3 separate regions of the Sus scrofa genome follow, and all the other regions are linked to region 3. A link is a contact called in public Hi-C data. All regions are on one chromosome and are shown on one strand. Each heading gives the region's core, a stretch centred on a gene start, on an enhancer-like site or on the middle of the called end of the contact. The rest is flanking DNA. Distances are from core to core; before and after follow the strand shown. Region 1 overlaps GLCE (D-glucuronyl C5-epimerase). Region 2 overlaps LOC110261967 (a long non-coding RNA gene). Region 3 holds the start of GLCE (D-glucuronyl C5-epimerase).

What was found. A called contact is a pair of places that touch in the nucleus more often than the background predicts.
Region 1: a Hi-C map of embryonic fibroblasts shows a contact between it and region 3, with 2.7 times the contacts expected there. The contact joins the enhancer-like site here to the promoter of GLCE in region 3. A contact is called at or near these places in 1 of 5 promoter capture datasets (liver), 2 of 47 Hi-C or Micro-C datasets (embryonic fibroblasts and skeletal muscle) and 2 of 2 datasets of contacts at active chromatin or transcription factors (alveolar macrophages and skeletal muscle).
Region 2: a contact with region 3 is called in a Hi-C map of skeletal muscle, with 4 times the contacts expected there. The contact joins the enhancer-like site here to the promoter of GLCE in region 3. A contact is called at or near these places in 6 of 47 Hi-C or Micro-C datasets (embryonic fibroblasts, fetal heart ventricle, heart right ventricle and 2 more).

The regions. Positions count from the first base shown.
Region 1 is chr1:167,101,963-167,105,601 of Sscrofa11.1, forward strand. All of the region lies in intron 1 of GLCE (D-glucuronyl C5-epimerase), which reads left to right. Among named protein-coding and RNA genes, the nearest start is that of PAQR5, 51 kb to the right of the region's middle. Within about 2 kb of position 1,854, at least 14 of the 83 cell types and tissues checked have an H3K27ac peak or open chromatin away from gene starts, as enhancers often do. A contact at or near this core is called in embryonic fibroblasts, where this site is marked.
Region 2 is chr1:166,909,753-166,913,809 of Sscrofa11.1, forward strand. LOC110261967 (a long non-coding RNA gene) reads right to left here. Exons shown (of 2, transcript XR_002346369.1): 2 at 1-241. Among named protein-coding and RNA genes, the nearest start is that of NOX5, 45 kb to the left of the region's middle. Within about 2 kb of position 1,464, at least 5 of the 83 cell types and tissues checked have an H3K27ac peak or open chromatin away from gene starts, as enhancers often do. A contact at or near this core is called in skeletal muscle, where this site is marked.
Region 3 is chr1:167,005,473-167,009,553 of Sscrofa11.1, forward strand. It overlaps GLCE (D-glucuronyl C5-epimerase), which reads left to right and starts at 2,458. Exons shown (of 4, transcript XM_001927959.7): 1 at 2,458-2,681.

The DNA.
Region 1 (3,639 bases), core at 604-3,103, 96 kb after region 3:
CAATGTTTCGGTCTTGTTTTATCTATTCCCTATTGCTATTTTGATCCCTTGGATTATGATCCCATTGATACTTGAAAGTTCTCTTTGTTTCCTGACATAGCAAGCCCCCAGACTAGAGTCATCCATTTCTCTAAGCCCTGATTGCTTTTTGTAAAAAATGGTATCAGGTAACAAAATCTGATACCATAAAGGATTTTGAAAATTTTTAATTTTGATTTTTCTTTACTTTCATGTGTCTCATCATAATGGTAGCCTACTAATTCCATAAGCAGCGTCTACTCTCATTTGAGTCATGGAGGAAGGGCATGTCTCAAAGATGGAACAAAAATTATATGTCTGTTTTTACTGGTCTAAATGTTAGATACAGTGATAGGTGATTTAAACATTAGCACATAAATATTTTTAATGAAGGGCTTTTTAAAATTAAACATCATTTAGTGTTGTTTGCCTGCATTACTATATAAGGAAGCCCTCAATTTATAAATATATTGATCTCGGAGAGACAGCAGTGAGTGATAGCTTGAAGTGAGATCTTAATTTTCTGCTCAGGAATTGAACCTGGGCAGCCTGGTTGAAAACCAGGAATCCTAGCCACTAGATTGACTTGAATCTAAAAGCAGAATTGCCCTGAATCTTGCCTCCTGTTGAAAGCAAGAATGTTGCAAGGAGGCAAAGACTGAAAACAGGTGTATAGTTTATTGTTAGAGTCACAGTACAACATGGCAACATGTGGGAGAGCACAGAGAGAAGTAGTTTATATAAGACAGAAGCAAGGCAGTAGGTAGTACACACCCAAAAGAGGAGTGCAGCTGCAGGCATCCTCCTCAGTGAGGAGCAACCAGGGAGATGATTTAAATCACTTATTTAGCACAGTTCTTCTGGGTCTTTGTTTTCCTTTGGCCAATTACCATATTTTATTTCTCACACCTGACTGGACACAGGACCCTCCCCAGTATGCATGCCCATCTTTTGGCAAAGGATGATGGGATGGTATCAAGAATTACTAGGGCCTGGCACCCCCTCCCTTTCTGATCCCTAAAAGTCTTATAGCACATATGTATTTGGGGAGCTCTCCTTGACCCCAGGAGTGATTGAAGTGGTCATCTTTCTACTCCAGCAGAGCTCAGCACCTGCCATTAACTTTTTCCTTGATGTATCAAAGAGAAACAAGGCCCAATTTACTCGGCCAAAAAGTCCCAGGGGCCTTTCTACCTCCTTTCTGTTCTCTGCCCAGGGGCCCATCTACCTCCTACCTCAGTATGATTTCTGAAGGTTTGCTTGTACCACACTTTGTTTTTTAGCATTCAAACATTTATCTTATTGGTAATAATGCAGATCCTAAATTTGGATTCCAGCTCTTATAATCTGTGTATGATTTCCAAGTTGAACGAGACCCATACCTTTGCCTCTCTTCCCTCCTGATGCCCAACTCAGATAAAATATATAGAAATAAGAAATGAAGAAGCTGATAGCAATAAAGATGGGAAGATTACCATAGAGAAGTAATTGAACAGCTTTTGGGATCTCTTGAGTACTAGAAGGCGCAGCTGTACCCCTTCCTTCCCCATATCTCTCACACCCCTGCACTTGGACTGCAGATAGCTGGTATGAACCCAGGCAATATGCCAGCCAGATAGTCTTCAAAGAAACTGGGGAAAGCTAAGCCTTCTAGAATACAAGTTATGTTTCCAGGACAAAAGAAAAAGTCATCTTCATTCTGGCATTTAGAGGGCCTGCTGCTCTCCACCCACACCCTAAAGGAACACTGCCACTCAGCCTGTACCCAGCCCACACAGAGCCCCTCTCAGGAGAACAGTCTAGTCAAAAATTAGACTGTCTTCACAATAACAGAGGAAATCTGTGTTGGCTAATGAGTCATTCACTCACGAAAGCCTGAATGAGTAACCAAAGATCACCAGGCGTGTGAGGAAAGCTAACACTATGAGACTAAAATAACCAGAAAAATCACCACTAAAGAAAATAGAGATAATCAGAATATTACCAAAAAACAACTCTAATATACTGAGAGCTTCCAGAAGATACTACACAATTAAACAAGGGGAAAAGAATACAAGTTTTCAGGTTTAAAGGGCACACCAAGTGCTGAAATAGTGAATCCAATATAGTGTAACATTCTCACAAAACCACAGAATTCCTAGAGTAAACAAATGCTCCAGAAGGAAGTCATGTACAAAGTGACAAGTAGTAGGCTGAAATCAAGCCTCTCATCAGGATTCCTTAATGCTCTAAGAAAGTAAGATACAGGGAGTTCCCGTAGTGGCGCAGTGGTTAACGAATCCGATTAGGAACCATGAGGTTGAGGGTTCGGTCCCTGCCCTTGCTCAGTGGGTTAACGATCCAGCGTTGCCGTGAGCTGTGGTGTAGGTTGCAGACGCGGCTCGGATCTCGCGTTGCTGTGGCTCTGGTGTAGGCCGGTGGCTACAGCTCCGATTCAACCCCTAGCCTGGGAACCTCCATATGCCGCGGGAGCGGCCCAAGAAATAGCAACAATAACAACAACAAAAGACAAAAAGACAAAAAAAAAAAAAAAAAAGTAAGATACTGCCTACAGTATTAGAAAGAAAATAACATGCAGCCCAAGGATTCTGTATCCCACCAAACTAAATCAGAGGTGAGAGTGGAATAAAGTTGCTTTCAGACGTGCAAGGACTCAAAGTTTACCTCCTCTTAGAATTAAAAGAAATGAATGAATTACACATTTACCATCCACTTTCTTGAAAGGCAGAAAATCATTTTTGTAATTTTTTTTTTTGTCTTTTGTCTTTTGTCTGTTGTTGTTGTTGTTGTTGTTGTTGCTATTTCTTGGGCTGCTCCCACGGCATATGGAGATTCCCAGGCTAGGGGTTGAATCGGAGCTGTAGCCACCGGCCTACGCCAGAGCCACAGCAACGCGAGATCCGAGCCGCGTCTGCAACCTACACCACAGCTCACGGCAAGGCCGGATCGTTAACCCACTGAGCAAGGGCAGGGACCGAACCCGCAACCTCATGGTTCCTAGTCGGATTCGTTAACCACTGCGCCACGACGGGAACTCCCATTTTTGTAATTTTTCATTAATCATTTTCATTCAAGGGTATGGTTGTTTTTAACCTTATTGCTGCCAGAAGAGTTTATGGTGAGGAAAAGAGGGAAGAAGGATTAGAACAATGAAATAAGTAGCTGTGGATTTACACAATAATATAATTTACAGAACTACTGTAGCAAACAGCAGTCAGACTGCTCTCTTTACTCTCAGCAGACTGAAATATTCCATATGTTGCACATATAACTAACTCATAATTTTCTGTATTTCCCAGTAACCCCAGAAGCAGACAGTCCAGGACTACCTACATTACAGTCAAGACCAGTTAGTTCACCACATGAGCAATAGCATCAAATTCTTCTGTCATGACTGGAATGACATGATCTGACTTATATTTAAAAGCATCATTCTGACTGCTGTGTTCAAAATATTAGGTAGAGCAAGGGCGGAAGATAGGGCCAATAGGATTTCCTGATTGGTTGCATATGGGGTAAGCAGGAAAGGAGTTAAGATTTCTGGTCTGAGCAGTGGAAAGGAGGAACAGGTTGAGGGGAAAGATTAGTGATTAAATTTTGGATGTTGTATTTCAGAAGTCC
Region 2 (4,057 bases), core at 214-2,713, 97 kb before region 3:
AAATAAGTATGAAAGGAGAGAGTGCAGGTGGGAGGGGCAGATTCTCCTGAATGGCCTCAAAGCCTCCACGCATCTCCAAGGTCCCACTGTGCCATCATCTGGAAGATTGTTGGCCCCCATGCTCTCCATCAGAGCACATTTTGGTGCTGTTTAGTTGAATTTGTTTGAATTCCTGCCGTTCTGGGTGCTGGAGTTGAACAGTGGACCAAAGAGTCAAAGTCCCTGCTCTCAGCTTTGTCATCTGTAAAATGAGGACAGCAATAATAATGGTACCTATTAGACAGAGCAATGATAACATGATTAAATAAATTAATGTGCATGGGATACTTAAAAGAGTGCTTGGTGGATAGTAAGTTTTAATAAAGGCTGCTTATTTCTTAGTCCCACTGCTATAGCACAATACTATAGTCTGGGGCGGGGATGCTTCTAAACAATAGAATTTCTTTCTCACAGTTCGAGAGGCTGGAATCAGGGTGCCAGTGTGGTCGGATTCTGCGGAGGACCCTCTTCTGAGTTGCCCATTTGCCACTGAGGTGTCTGCAACCTCTTGTCTCCAGGTCCTTTATGACCAGCTGCATTTGCGGGCTCAGTAAACCACCAGGCTCCCAGGGTCCTCAGGACCACCCCCTCACATGTCCCCCTGGGAAAGCCCTGGCCGGCTGTGTGGACATCCCTGCAGCAGACCCCACTACTCCCTGCATCCCTCCCCCAAGTGGCTAATCCTGGGCTGCAGGAGGCACTGGGAGATCAAGCCACAGCTCCTCCAGCTCATTAGTGCTGCATTGTGAATTCCGGGGATAATGTATGTTCTTTTCTCCCCTGATTGCTTCTGAAATCTGCTGCCTGTTTATCAAATCTGAGTGCTTCGCCGCCCTCTGCTCTTTGGCTCTGCCTGTGCTCCTCTTCTCCAGAAGAGCAAAACAGAGAGATGCTCATGGGGGATTTCTTTTCAGTGGTGAGGACAAGGAGGCCGGTTTCAAAGAGGGTGTCTCTGCGTCACCAGGGGAGCAGGCAAATGGGGGTGGGGGAAGTAGGGGCAGGAGGGCCTCAAAAACCACCTGTCTCCCCACCCAGACTGGACTGAGGCTCATTTCCCAGGAAGAAAACCCCCCTCCTCATGCCCCATTCTCCCAACAAAACCGTATCAAGCCAGCTGAGAATCACTCACTCACTCCTTCACTCACCCCATATACACAGTGCCAGGTGGCAAGGACAGCACATGTGGTGGCAAGGACAGCACATGTGGTGCCAATGCAATGAGGTAGATGCCAGCACAAGGCCTCATGCTGCAGTAGCCAAAGAAGGGGGAATCAAGGTCAAGGTGGGGGTGAAATGTCCCCTGACCTTGATCTTGGAGGAGGCATGGGAAGCAGGGATGGGGGCTGTATTTGTACACACAAGTCCAGGCATGTGCAAAGGCACAGAGGTGTGACTATTTAATCTTGGCATGGCTGGGGAAGCAGGTCAGGAGATTAGCCAGGGAGGGAGTCCAGCAGTGGAGACAGGCCTGGAGGCTGAGTTATGAGGAGCCAATTAAAGAGGTAAAGCAAGGGCATGACAGGGGCTTGTTGGAAAGACCACCAGCCACAGTGTGGACAATGAAATGAAGGGGAGAGTAAATGCCAGGAAGCAGTTGGTGGAAGAAGGCCTGGACTAGGGTAGAGGCAGGGGATGGACAGGGGAACTGCTAAGAGAAGGATGCAGGGGTGAGGCAGGAGGACGAAACCAGTACTATTCAAGCTGAGACCAAGGCCTGTTCAAAGCAGCCAGACCTAGCTAAAGGGAAGCCGATGGTCAGGATGGAATGGGCAACCCCAGCCCCAGTTCAGGATGGACCCAAGTCAGGAGTGAGGCTGCCCTTTCCTTGCTGAGGACTGTGTGGTCTCCTGACATGCCCTGCCTGGTATCAGGACCTGGGCAGGGGTCTCTGCATCTCTTACTTCAGATTCCCAAGAGGGAACATCTGGGTGGCTCCGCTCACATCCTTGCTGCCAGGGAGGGGACTGGCTGCCTTTGACTGGAGGTCCACGTCTGGTCCCATCAGCCTTAGTTGGGGTGGGAGGGACCTGGGTGTGGTAGGACGGGTCAGAGAGGATATTGACATGTTCCCAGAAGGGGTGTGGGCAGGGCAGGCGTGAGGGTACCTCATATCGTGACTGCCTTTGCACGTGCATCTATTTGATTCTGTGCTTTCAGATCCCACCAAAGCCTTCTTAATCTCTCGTGGTCACAGATTACTTCATCTGTGTGTGTGTCACCTCCAGCTAGTCTGACAGCTCCCTGAAGCTGGATCCTTTCCTGCCCCTCCACATTTCCTACAGGGCATTCAGAAAAGAGCTTAGTAGACAGCAGTAAATAGACTTTGGTCTCACCTTGGGTTGTATCCAATGCCATTTTTAATTGTTTTACTGTTTACTTAAGATTTGCAATGGAGTATGTGCTCCTTTGTCAGGACTTCACCCCATGAACAGTGAGCAACAAGACAACCTGACCCCAACATCCTTTCTCCTTCTCTTTTGCAAACTGGCCTCTTTGTTCTGGGTAAATCCAGGTGATAAATAATGACCAGATTAATTAGTCCTGAAAGTTCTGTTGTAGGCTAGTGTCCTCAGGGATTCTGGAGACCCTCCCAGGGTTCTGGAAAAGTTTTCATTTTCCTGATAAAAGGAGCAGGAGAGGCTGGTGCCTCTATCTTCTGCTTCCTGTCTTGGCTGAGATTCCTGGACATCTGGAGTGATCCTATGACCAGGAGCTAGAAGCCAGTACAGAGGGTGAATGGAGGGCAGAGGCCGGGAGTCCCTGCCCTCACCCGGCTGCCGTCATGCTCTAGGATGGGAAATTTGCTTTCCTCTGCTGTGTCCCCAGCTCCTGAAAGAGTGTGGGGCATGTGGTCCTTTCTGTAGTTCTCTGTGGATTGAGGGAATGTCTTTATTCTTTCAGCCACTGTTAGGGGTTGTGTTACTTACAACTAACCATGTTCCTAATCAGTTCACTCCCTATCTGTAAAAATCTGTGGGAGTTCCTGTCATGGCTCAGCAGTTATCAAACCCCACTAGCACCCATGAGGATGTGGGTTCAATCTGTGGCCTTGCTCAGTGGATTAAGGATCCAGCTTTGCAATGAGCTGTGGTGTAGGTCGCAGACACGGCTCGGATCGGCGTTGCTGTGGCTGTGGCATAGGCCGGTGGAAACAGTTCTGATTAGACCCCTAGCCTGGGAACCTCCATACGCCATGGGTGCAGCCCTCAAAAGATAAAAAAGACCAAAAAATTAATTTTAAAAAAAATCTGTGTATGCTAAGATTATAAATGGAGTAAACTGGATGGATCCCAAAATTCAGGTGGCACCCAAAATTTGGAAAGAGATGCACTGATGAGCCACCTGGCACCCTGGACCTCAGCCACTCCCTGCCTGGAGCGGGGACCACTTGCCTCTCTCCCCGCTCCAACCTGCACTTGCACCCCTTCCTTGTTCCTCAAGGGAAAGGCAGAGTCGCCCCATTTTCTTGTGAATCGATGTTTCTTGGTGCCAGTCATCACCTCCTGGCCTGGCCCCGGCTCCCAGAGCTGAGGAGCCTACCAGGACCCAGACCTTCCTAGGTAGGCGCTGTCAAAGCCCCGCCAAACACTGGAGGGAAGGGAAGCAAAGAGGGGGAGACTTTAAAGTCATTTCCTGCCCCTTGGCTCCAGCCTTGCATCATCTCTGATGTGAGCCATTAAGCTGCTAATTACCAACCAATTAGCTCGGGCGAGGCTGCTGCTTCCACAGCCTTGAAAACTGAGCTCCTCCTTCGTACCCAGAGGACCCTGACCACCTCTGTCCCGCCCCGCACCAACTGTCCTTGTGGGAGACATCAAAGGGCCTTCTGCAGATAGGTTCCACCCGTCCTCCCGCGCCCCCACCAATGGGCGTTGAAGAGAACTTTCCCCCAAGAGACTGCAATCACAACCATTTGTAAGTCGGCAGTGAAGGAATACTGCCAGTTATATTTTTACCACATGGGGTGGAGAAAGTAAAGGTCACGAAATAACCAGTTTTTCCAAGGTTCCCACTGCAG
Region 3 (4,081 bases), core at 1,208-3,707:
CATTGGGTTGCATCCACCTGGACTAACAGGTCTGCTTCAGGAAGCAGGTGCTAAGACCTGAGTAAGATGTTAGCTGGTTCTGTTCTGCTGCTGGTTGGCAAAGACCAGCCACAAATGGCGAAAGTGAGGCTATGAGTAGACTTTAGTCCTGGGATCAAGGAAGAGATAGAGCCTCCTGCTGGAATCATCCACAGCACTACTGGAAGATGTACAGGACCTACAGCAGAATTCTAGGCTTGGATCTCAAAAACAGAAACCATAGTGGTCTGGCTCCTTGACAGCTCTCAACACACAATTTGCTGAAGGGTGCACTTGGTACCAGATGGAGAGGTTGCGAGGACAGAGCATGACTTTCAGGCCACAGAGTGAAGCATCGTGCCATGAAGACAGATGGTGAGACGGGTGGCTTACTGCCTTTTTAGTATTCAACCTGCCTGTGTACCCTTCACACAGGACCTCTTCAGAAGCTTCCATTTCCAAAGCATCTGAATTTAGAAGTCAAATGTAAATGTTTCAAGCTCCAGTCCAGGCTAAGTATGCTTCATAGCTTTTCTCTTTTCTCACATTTAGACACAGCCAGATTCTGCTACACTGATTAATAAAGGAATCACAGAATGGTATAATTTGTGAAACTGGGCATTGGAGAGATGTCATGTATGGAGAGGATAGAGTCAAGAATAGAGTTTTCTTTCCAGTGTCTGAGCCACTAATTGGCATTCAAAAGTGTGGAACCATGTGTGGAGTAAGAAAAATCTTATTAAAATCTTACAGGTATGGCTATAAGATAAGGAGACACCAATATGCAACAGTTTTCAAATAAATGAATAAAGAGTTTTCCACCCTACATCCAAAAAAAAAAAAAAAAAAAGAGTCAGAAGAGTAGCTAGAGAATCAGGAGAATGTAGTTAGGCAGGTAGAAGTAGATGGCTGGCATTTTCAAAAGGCTGCAGAGTGGTCACTGGGAAAGATGCCCCAAAATAGAAAGAAGAAAGAAGTCTTTTGTGACCATTGAAAGAAAAGCCGATTGTGTGGGTATAAGCAACAGTGTAGTGGGGTAAATAAGAGATGAGAAGGTAAAGACAGCAAAGATAGTTTAAGTTTCTCAAGCACGGTGATTCTGAGAAGAAAGGAGATAGAGTAGTTTGAAAGGCTTGACCAGGTTGGGTGGTTTTTGTTCTGTTCAAAGGATGGAGGAGACTGAATGTGTCTGTGGGAGAGAAAAGCTAGCTTAAAGGGGAAAACTGATAATGGGGAGAGGATAGTTGATTAATCAAAATCTGGGAATGGCTGGGATCCAGTGCACAGGTGCAGAGATTAACCTTGATGAGGAGAAAGAACACTTCTTGCGGTGGAAAGGTGGAATGAATGAAGGCTATAGGACAGGCATAATAATAAAGTGACTGGACTTCAGGGTGGAGAAACTGGCTGTCATTGTAGAGGAAGGCTAGGAAAGCCTGAATTTTCTGGACCGAGTCCAGATTTCATATATAGTCAGCCACTGACTGTATGTGTGGATTCAACCAACCATGGTATTCAGGAAAAAATTCCCCCAAAGTTTAAGAAGTTGCGCTGGCAACTATTTATGTAGTATTTACACTCTATTAGGTATTATAAGTGATCAAGAGAAGATTTAATGTCTACAGGAGGTAGGTTATATGCAAATACTACAGATATTTTACATAGGGCACTCGAGCATCCATTATTTTGGTATCTTCAGGGCACTTAGAAACAATTCCCAAGATACTGAGAGAGAGCTGTATTTAAGTATCATATTCTTCAGCCATTCCTTTTACATTTATTCAGAGCCCTGTATGTGCCAGACACTGAGGTCCACAGAGATACAACTCTTCATGTAATTTTGGAATTTGTTATATTGGTGACTCAGTGAGGATTACTTTTTACTGCTCTAGAAGGCTTTCAGTAGAAGTAAACATCAATCAAAAGAGTCATTTGTCAGACAGACGTCCCGAGTAGGGGTTTGGAAAACACATGCATCTCAACAATGGCTCCCTGTGTGAGGTGGGGAGGGAGGAGAGGCCCGGATGGGGGAAAGAGGTTTAGACAGGGTAACCTGAGAAGTGTGGGCGTTCAAACAGGTGAACCTCTTGAGTACTTCAGGCCACGCTGTAGCCAAGGGAAATACCGTCTCAGCCCACCGCGGTGTGAGAACCGCCTTCTTCTCTAACCAGGTATAAGTACGGAGGCTGGGTAGGACCACACACAAGATAAGACGGCATCCAGAACTGCTTCCCACAAACTTCTACTGCCCCAGACTGCTTAAGGTCACTGCTACTTTAGCCCTCGTTTATTGATGAGGGGCGGGGGAGTGGAGAAGCTGTGGGCGAATCACCTTTCTTGTTTTACGATTGGTCGTATTAGGATCCAGGTTCCGCCTCCCGCGCCGCCGCCGCCAGGCTCTCGGAGTTGTCACTCAGCCACCGTGGCCGCCCCTCTCCCTGGCCCCGCCTCTCGCTGTGGCTGGGATCTCGCGGGAAGAGCTGTGGGCACGGCTGTGGCTCGGTCTCCCGGTTGCGCGCGGAGCGGGAGGGTTCTCCCCACACAAGCGGTTCCTCGCGGAGGGGTTGGAGCTACCGCAGACGCAGGCCTGAGCCGTCCCTTCTTCGCCGCCTCCTTCTCTTCCTCAGGGCTTCCTGGCCCGCTCGCCCTCCGACGCTGCCCAGGTGAGGAAGCCCAGAGCGCGTCTGCGCTGAGGAGTGGTCGGGGAGCGGGGACACGGAGCAGCCGGGGCAGGCGGGCTCCCGACGGGGGCGGCTCCTTGGGCAGCGCGGCGCTGCTTGGTGGGCGTGAGGCTTGTCGGGGTTCAGGAGTGCTGGGGGCGAGGAGGCGGTGGGGTGGGATCTGGGTGCGGGCGCGCAAGGGCGGTGTAGCGCGTGCCAGGGCTCCTGGGGTGAGGAGGCGTTTTATTGAGGGTCCTGGGGCTCTTCCGGCTTTGGGGTAGGGGGTGGGTGGAGGCGTAGAAGGTCCCGGTTCTTCGATGTCGAGGGAGATTTATCAGGGTCCTTCAGTTCCGTGAGGTGGTATGGCGAGGTTTCGGGACGAAGGGTCCTTTCTCGCGGTCCCATGCTCTTTGAGGGCAGAGGATTCAGTTTAGCAAGGTCCTAGGTCTCTGAAGGGGCAGATCCGTGGGGTCTTTAGGGTCTTTTGAGCGGGAGTGGGCGTCTTGTTTCGCATCCTGGGAAGAAGAAGCGGTGTATTGGGGTCCCGGGAGGATTGATCTATTTATCGAGGTCTCCAGGCTGGAGGGCGTTGTATATGCGTTCTGCAGGGTCCAGGGTCGCCTTGGTGGGCTGCTAGGGGCGAAAGGGTTTATCGCGGAGACCAGCGTTTTTATTAGGGTTTCTGTTTTGCCCAGAGGGGGGCGGTAACTTGGCATGGTCTTCAGTCTTTTGTGGGGCGACAGGGCGAGTTAGCGGGTCCCCGGGTGATCTCGAAGGAAGGACGAAGCTCTGCAGGCGCTGGGTCGGCTCAGGGCGGCAAGTGGGCTCCGGTGGCATCCCGAGCCAGCTCAGTGGCTGGTCAGCATCCTGGAACAGATCTTTCTCTCAGATGAGATTTACTCAATGCTTAGTTGAAGGATTTATCCATGTTGTTGGCTAGTTAGAGAAATAGTGGATTTGTTCTGCAATTTTCTTGTCTCTGCTTCGGAATCCCTGTGGGCGCGTGCTGGTCTCGCTGCTCTGGGAGCGAGAGAGTGGCAGGCAGCAGCTTAAGTGGGCTTGTGGACTGTAGGTTCTTTAGGAGACGGGTGTCTTCCGGGTGAGCGTGGAAGCTGCTGAGGACAGGGAAGGCTGTGTGGTTTTGGCTTCCTTTTCTAGGTGGTCTGCTTTGCTGATCCTGCATTATTAGATCTGTCCTGAGGTCTTGCCGGAGTATTAGGCAGTCAAGTAGTGCTGGAAGTGTGTTCTGGCTTCGCTCTGTCCTTTGGAAAGCTTGTGGAGAGGGATAATTTCAGCCTCCAAATAACGCATTGGAATTTGAAGTTCCAAAGCTAGAGCTCTGCAGAAGCGTCATTTGAAACCTGGAAGGATTGCTCACAGAGCTCTTTTAGAGAAAATCCCGT